Regions from separate parts of the Rattus norvegicus genome. Here region 1 is linked to region 2. A link is a contact called in public Hi-C data. All regions are on one chromosome and are shown on one strand. Each heading gives the region's core, a stretch centred on a gene start, on an enhancer-like site or on the middle of the called end of the contact. The rest is flanking DNA. Distances are from core to core; before and after follow the strand shown. Region 1 overlaps Foxp1 (forkhead box P1). Region 2 overlaps Foxp1 (forkhead box P1).

The links. Hi-C and Micro-C count contacts between places; a contact is called where the count stands out from the background.
Region 1: a Hi-C map of liver shows a contact between it and region 2, with 3 times the contacts expected there. The contact joins two enhancer-like sites. A contact is called at or near these places in 4 of 12 Hi-C or Micro-C datasets (Schwann cells, kidney and liver).

Annotation. Positions count from the first base shown.
Region 1 is chr4:133,211,038-133,213,737 of GRCr8, reverse strand. All of the region lies in intron 2 of Foxp1 (forkhead box P1), which reads left to right. Among named protein-coding and RNA genes, the nearest start is that of Foxp1, 140 kb to the left of the region's middle. Within about 2 kb of position 1,332, at least 19 of the 93 cell types and tissues checked have an H3K27ac peak or open chromatin away from gene starts, as enhancers often do. A contact at or near this core is called in liver, where this site is marked.
Region 2 is chr4:133,172,373-133,175,072 of GRCr8, reverse strand. The region is part of intron 6 of Foxp1 (forkhead box P1); the gene reads left to right. Among named protein-coding and RNA genes, the nearest start is that of Foxp1, 180 kb to the left of the region's middle. Within about 2 kb of position 1,257, at least 9 of the 93 cell types and tissues checked have an H3K27ac peak or open chromatin away from gene starts, as enhancers often do. A contact at or near this core is called in liver, where this site is marked.

The DNA.
Region 1 (2,700 bases), core at 83-2,582, 39 kb before region 2:
GAATGTAATAAACAAAATGATAAAAAATGAAATGCTAATTGCATTTTAAAGAGGCCTTTTTTTTTGCTAAAATTTTAATAGGTGGCTGCATTGTTGCTGAGAGAACAGTGAGCTGATGAGCGAGTGCTTAGATGATTTTTACATTAATATAATAACCATTACCTGCCTTAATGCTTTGCACAGTATTATGGTAAAATAGCTAAGTCTAAAAGAGTTACACAAAGAGCAGCATTCCACAATGAAAGAGAATTGTACTTTCCACATGAATACTATGCCTTGTTTCTTTCTTTCTTTCTTTCTTTCTTTTTTCTTTTAAGACAGAAATATTATGTCAGAAATACATTTTCCCCATTTTGTGATACAGACCTTGCACGGTGCTTGATCTGAGTTCAGCTGGTTTTGTTTGCTTGTTTTGTTGTTTTTCAACTTTATTTTATTTTATTTTTTAGTGACACAGAATAGAATTTCCCTGCCCTTTGGTGTCTGCTGATCGATTGTATCTATTAGCTCTTAATTCTGAAACCTGGCCTATTATTTTCCCAGGTGCTTACTGGTACACATACAAGTTAACTTCCTTATGATCCTAGAAAATTGGGCATAATTCCTTTTTTTTTTTCTTAAAATAGAGCCTTTTTTTTATTTGTTTGTTTGCTTTTGTTTTGACATTCTAGACCCTTCTAATTTAGTTTGTTTTTCTCTCATTATGTGGCTGACTGGGTGACATGGCCTAACCACATCGGCTGCCACCCAAGCTCCAAGTGTGGAAGGCAAGTGAGTTTCTGGGGCCGTCCATCCATGTGGCTCATGATTAGAGGTTGGAAAATAGTTCCCAAATAATTCTTTGAAAATAATTTAGTGGAATTACTGTGGTAGACAGTACATGAAAACAGTGTTTCCTTTTGACCAGCCCTGTTACCTGATTTGTACACACAATAATTAGGAGAGGATGTGAGTGGACAAAGTCTATGTGTGTTTATGCTGGCCAGTGTTTACTTGCAGTTAACTTCGGTGTAAAGGAAAGGGAGAGAAAGAAATGATAGCATGTTATTGTCAGTATTTATATTGTGTCATCTTGCCTCCCACCCAATTCCTTCAATTGTCTCCTAGATTAGAACCAAGTATTGTTTCTAGGAGGGTGGGTTTTTTTTTCTTAATTGTTTGTTTGTTTGCTTTTGAAATCTTAACACCCCTCCTCACCATTCCCCATCCCCCCCCCCCACCCCCCACCCCCAAGTAAGAGAAAACAGAAAGCAGAGTGCATTGTTTGATAGTCTGCAAACATTCCAGCGGTAGAGAGGAGGGGAAGAGCAATGCCAGCTTTGCTTGAGCCGTTACCAGCAGTCACTGGTGCTCAAGATGCTTCTCTAGTTGCTGGTATTCAGCGGCAGCAGGCCCGTACTAGCCACGCTCAGATGGCCAAGCACAGCTGTATTTCTGCCATTCAGGCGGGTTTGCGTGCACCTGGGTGGGCCACGCCCCACTGCTATCAGTCAGCATTAGATCCTGCACTGGTTTTACTTTCTTTCTTTCTTTTTTTTTTTAATTCATGCTGTCCCCTGGAAGCACAAATAAAGAGTGTTAACTGTGGGTGTGCATGTGTCTTTAAGTTGAGTTTTCCAATGCTTTAAATGTCTGCCAGAAGTTTTATTCGAATTTCTGATCCCTGAAGGCAGCTAGACAGAATCATGCTAGGTCTTCATAAACTGCCTCCTGTGATTCATTGTGAGTTCATACAGCTCCACACAGCTATAATACAGGGATATTTTTTTTTCTTTGCCTTATATTTAAATTATCTTCTGAGGAAAAAAATCAAGAAATTAGCTTCAATTCCCGGATATGGCCCAAGCCCTTGTTAGCTACATGAGGCATCAGAAATGACTTTTAACTCCAGGAGGGTAAGGTGGGTTGTCAGGGAGTTGGGGGTTGTGGGGGGGGGGCGTAGTTTAGTTTTTGTGGGACACTTCCAATGAGGGCCCTATAAATATTAGACAGCTGTAGTTTAAAAACTCACATGACTGTTTTAAATACTATTGATTTAAACCACTGGCTAGATTTTATGAATCAAAGTGTAATTCCTAAGCTTTGGCCATATTTCTCAATGCTAAACCACTCTCTCTCGTGCGCCTTTAGCTGCTCTCCAGACATTCAACACGGGATTAAATGATAGCAGTTACAGTGATCAATAGGTGAGGGCTGCGACAATCACTCTTGCTGTTAATGACCTCAGTAGTAATGGGTAATAAAGTGTGGGCTGTAATAGCCCCTCGCTGGTACTGCATGCCCTCTGATTCCTAGTATGAGTAGGCACTGGGTACATGAGAAAGCTGGACACTGGGAATTAGGGAGTGTATATATAGGCCATAATTCTCGAGTAGTTACAACCTTAAACTGTGCTCCTCCCCCCCCTCTTGTTTCTGTTCCATTCAGATACTTTTCTGAAACCTTGCTATATAGCCTCTTGTCCTAATAATATGTTGGAGCAGAAGCTTGAAGGGGGTGGAGGGGCAGCTAAAATGTGTTCTACTGCATTTGTAAATGAAGCTCCCTTGCCTACTTTGGTGGCTGGGAGCTAACTGGTGTGAGACCGTGGTTTCAGATGGTAAAAGCCAAGTTCAAGCTATCAGGATATAATGGCCCACTTCTGATTACTCAGAAACCGCTTCACTCGGAGGAAGGGTTACTCAGGCTTCTTGTGCCTGT
Region 2 (2,700 bases), core at 8-2,507:
ACGTTTTGCCCAGGATTCACAAGGCCCAGGGTTCAAGCTCCAGCACTGACTGAAAAGAGAATCTTTTCCACCACCAATGTGAAGTAAAGACTGTGGCTGGTGTGTGTCAATGTCGGGAAAATAAATGGAACAGAAATAGCCTAGCAAATGTCATTGGAAACGGAGGCATCACACCATAGCAAATGTAAACGCATTGATAAGTACCATGTAGTGTCAGGAGTTAGCTCATATCTGTATGTCATTATACGTTCCCTGGCACGTTGACTCCTTCACGTCTACAGCACTACCACTGTTCTCGTGGTAAAAATTATATTTAGTTCTTACGTAGCAAGGATTATCAGGAAAGATGTAAATCAATTGGCTTTTCTGGAACGTATCTGTCTGCGTTGTACATAGTCTGAATAAAATTTAGTAATACAAATTATCTTCAGCAATATCTCTCGGGGGTTTGCATAATGCTGGCCTTTACCTACAAGAATAAGGGAAAACAAATACGGAGTGTGTCACCCAGCAAAATGAAATAGGAACAAGGCGTTTGCTGTCCTCTCATTGACAAATCTCTCCAGCGTTGACTGAGCTTGGTATGAGGTGCTCAGTGTGTGAGAATCAGTGATCACTGCCTATAGGAATATTCAACCCGAGAGTTATAGTAAACTAAAATTTTATTGAACATTTGACCTGAGGCCTGGCATAGTCTAGTGTACACTTGTAATCCCAGGATTTGGCAGTTGGTGACTAGAGGAGGATCAGGAATTCAAGGTTATTCTTGGCTATGTGGAGTTCAAAGCCACCTGGGCAAAGAAAGAGAGAAGAAGGGGGATGGGAAAGGAAGTGAAGAAAGGGAAGGAAAGAACCAATTGATCCAAACTTTTCATAGTTTCCTTTTGAGTACATGTGTTTGAGCATCTTAAAAGCCAGCCTGGCAAGCATTTCTCACAGACGTTAATAATCCAGTCCACTCTCTCCTCACGGTCACCTGTGACTAGTTTCTGTCATGCTGAGTCTTGGTGGCCTCTCTCAGAAGCTCATCTGCCCGCTGTCTTTCAGCCTGTTTTTCCTGGAGCTTGAAATACACCAAAGTCGATAAATTTGTGTTTTCTTTTTTAGCCCTTTTTTCAGAAGCCAGAAAGCAGTGCAAATCTAATGTTCCTTATACTCTCTTGATGAAACGTCAAAGTTTCTATCCGGAGGTGTGACTGGGCTCCATGGTGGCTGTGTACAGAATGACTCGGGGAGCCAAAAGCCAGCCTCAGCTATAGTCCTCAGGGTCTGGGCAGCTTTCCTATGACAACAGAGTCAATGGCAGACTGTGAATCTAGTCTTGAGTGGTGCTTGCTACTTTTCCTACTGTGTGTGCGAGTGTATACAACTTTTGACAATTGCATGTCAACGGCTTCTGACAATCTGCAAAGTAAAACCCTCATAAAAGGTGTAAGAAGTTGTGAGGTAATACTCAGCCTTCCTTGGGTTCCAGTGCATCTCCCAGTGTTGAACTGCTGGTCTCTGAAGAGTCTCTCCGAGGTCCCACTGGGGTACCGCTGCCAACCTCTTCTCCCATCCGAACCTAAGTATTTTCTTCAAGGCAGTGCAATATTCAAACATATTCAGTTACACAATACGTAGGGAGAGCTGGTGAGATACAGAGCAGCGACCACAAAAATGTGACCAGTGATGTCTCGGGCGGGGTGGGGCGAGTGGCTACCGTGCCAGCCAACTCAGCACTGTGACAACAAGAGCATGTGATCTTTTCGAAATAAGAAAAGGTGGTTTCAGTTAAATTAACAAATAAGCACGTGCTTCTGTGCACAGGGTGGCTGGCTGTTTGTTTAGGCTCTGGGTATCAGGACCAAAGTCTTCTTTCCATCCTGTAGCTGATTCCAAGTTGAAGTAGAAATAAACATTTGGCGGGAAAGAGTTTTTATTCATGAGTTAATTTAAAAAAAAAAAAAAAGCCAGGCGGGCAGCAAGCATTGTGGTGAGCTGTGCAGGTTGCATTGAGGATTCTTGACTAGACTGAGCGCCATTTACAGTTCTTGTCATAAGAATTTTATGTTCTCAGCAGCCAAGACTTCTGGCTTCTACACTGACAGACACAGGTTCAGGCACTCAGCAGGCACGGCTGGTGGTCTTTTCCCAGGGAAGTCCATCTTAGTATCATTGACTGGTTGATTCTGAGTTTCTCTGAATGCGCCTTTTGGTAGAGATCAGTGTATGCCAAGATGTTTAGCCTAATAAGTTTTATCTCTGACACTCTTTATAGACATCCTAGTGTGCAAATTACAGACATGGTTAAAGTCAGATACAGAAGGTAGCTCCATGTTCCCTATCAGTAGGTGAAAGTTTTAGAGACTAGTTGATAACTTGAGGTGGGTTTTTTTTTTTCTTCATTTTTTTACAAAGTGACAGGAGAGATGGCTCAGTGCGTAAGAGGACAGGCTGCTCTTGCAGAGGAACGGAATTCACTTCCCAGCACCCACATGGTGGCTTGTAAACTGTCTAACTCCAATATCATGGGATCTTGTCATCCTCTTCTGACGTCTTCAGGCACCAGACACCCACATGGTACATATATACATGTGCAGATAAAACATACATGTAAAATAAAATAAAAATGTTAAAGGTTTACAAAGCAAAATGGCATTAAGTAGAAAGATTATAGTTCCTCATGCACTGAAGTGTGTATTTTAGGATATTTATTCC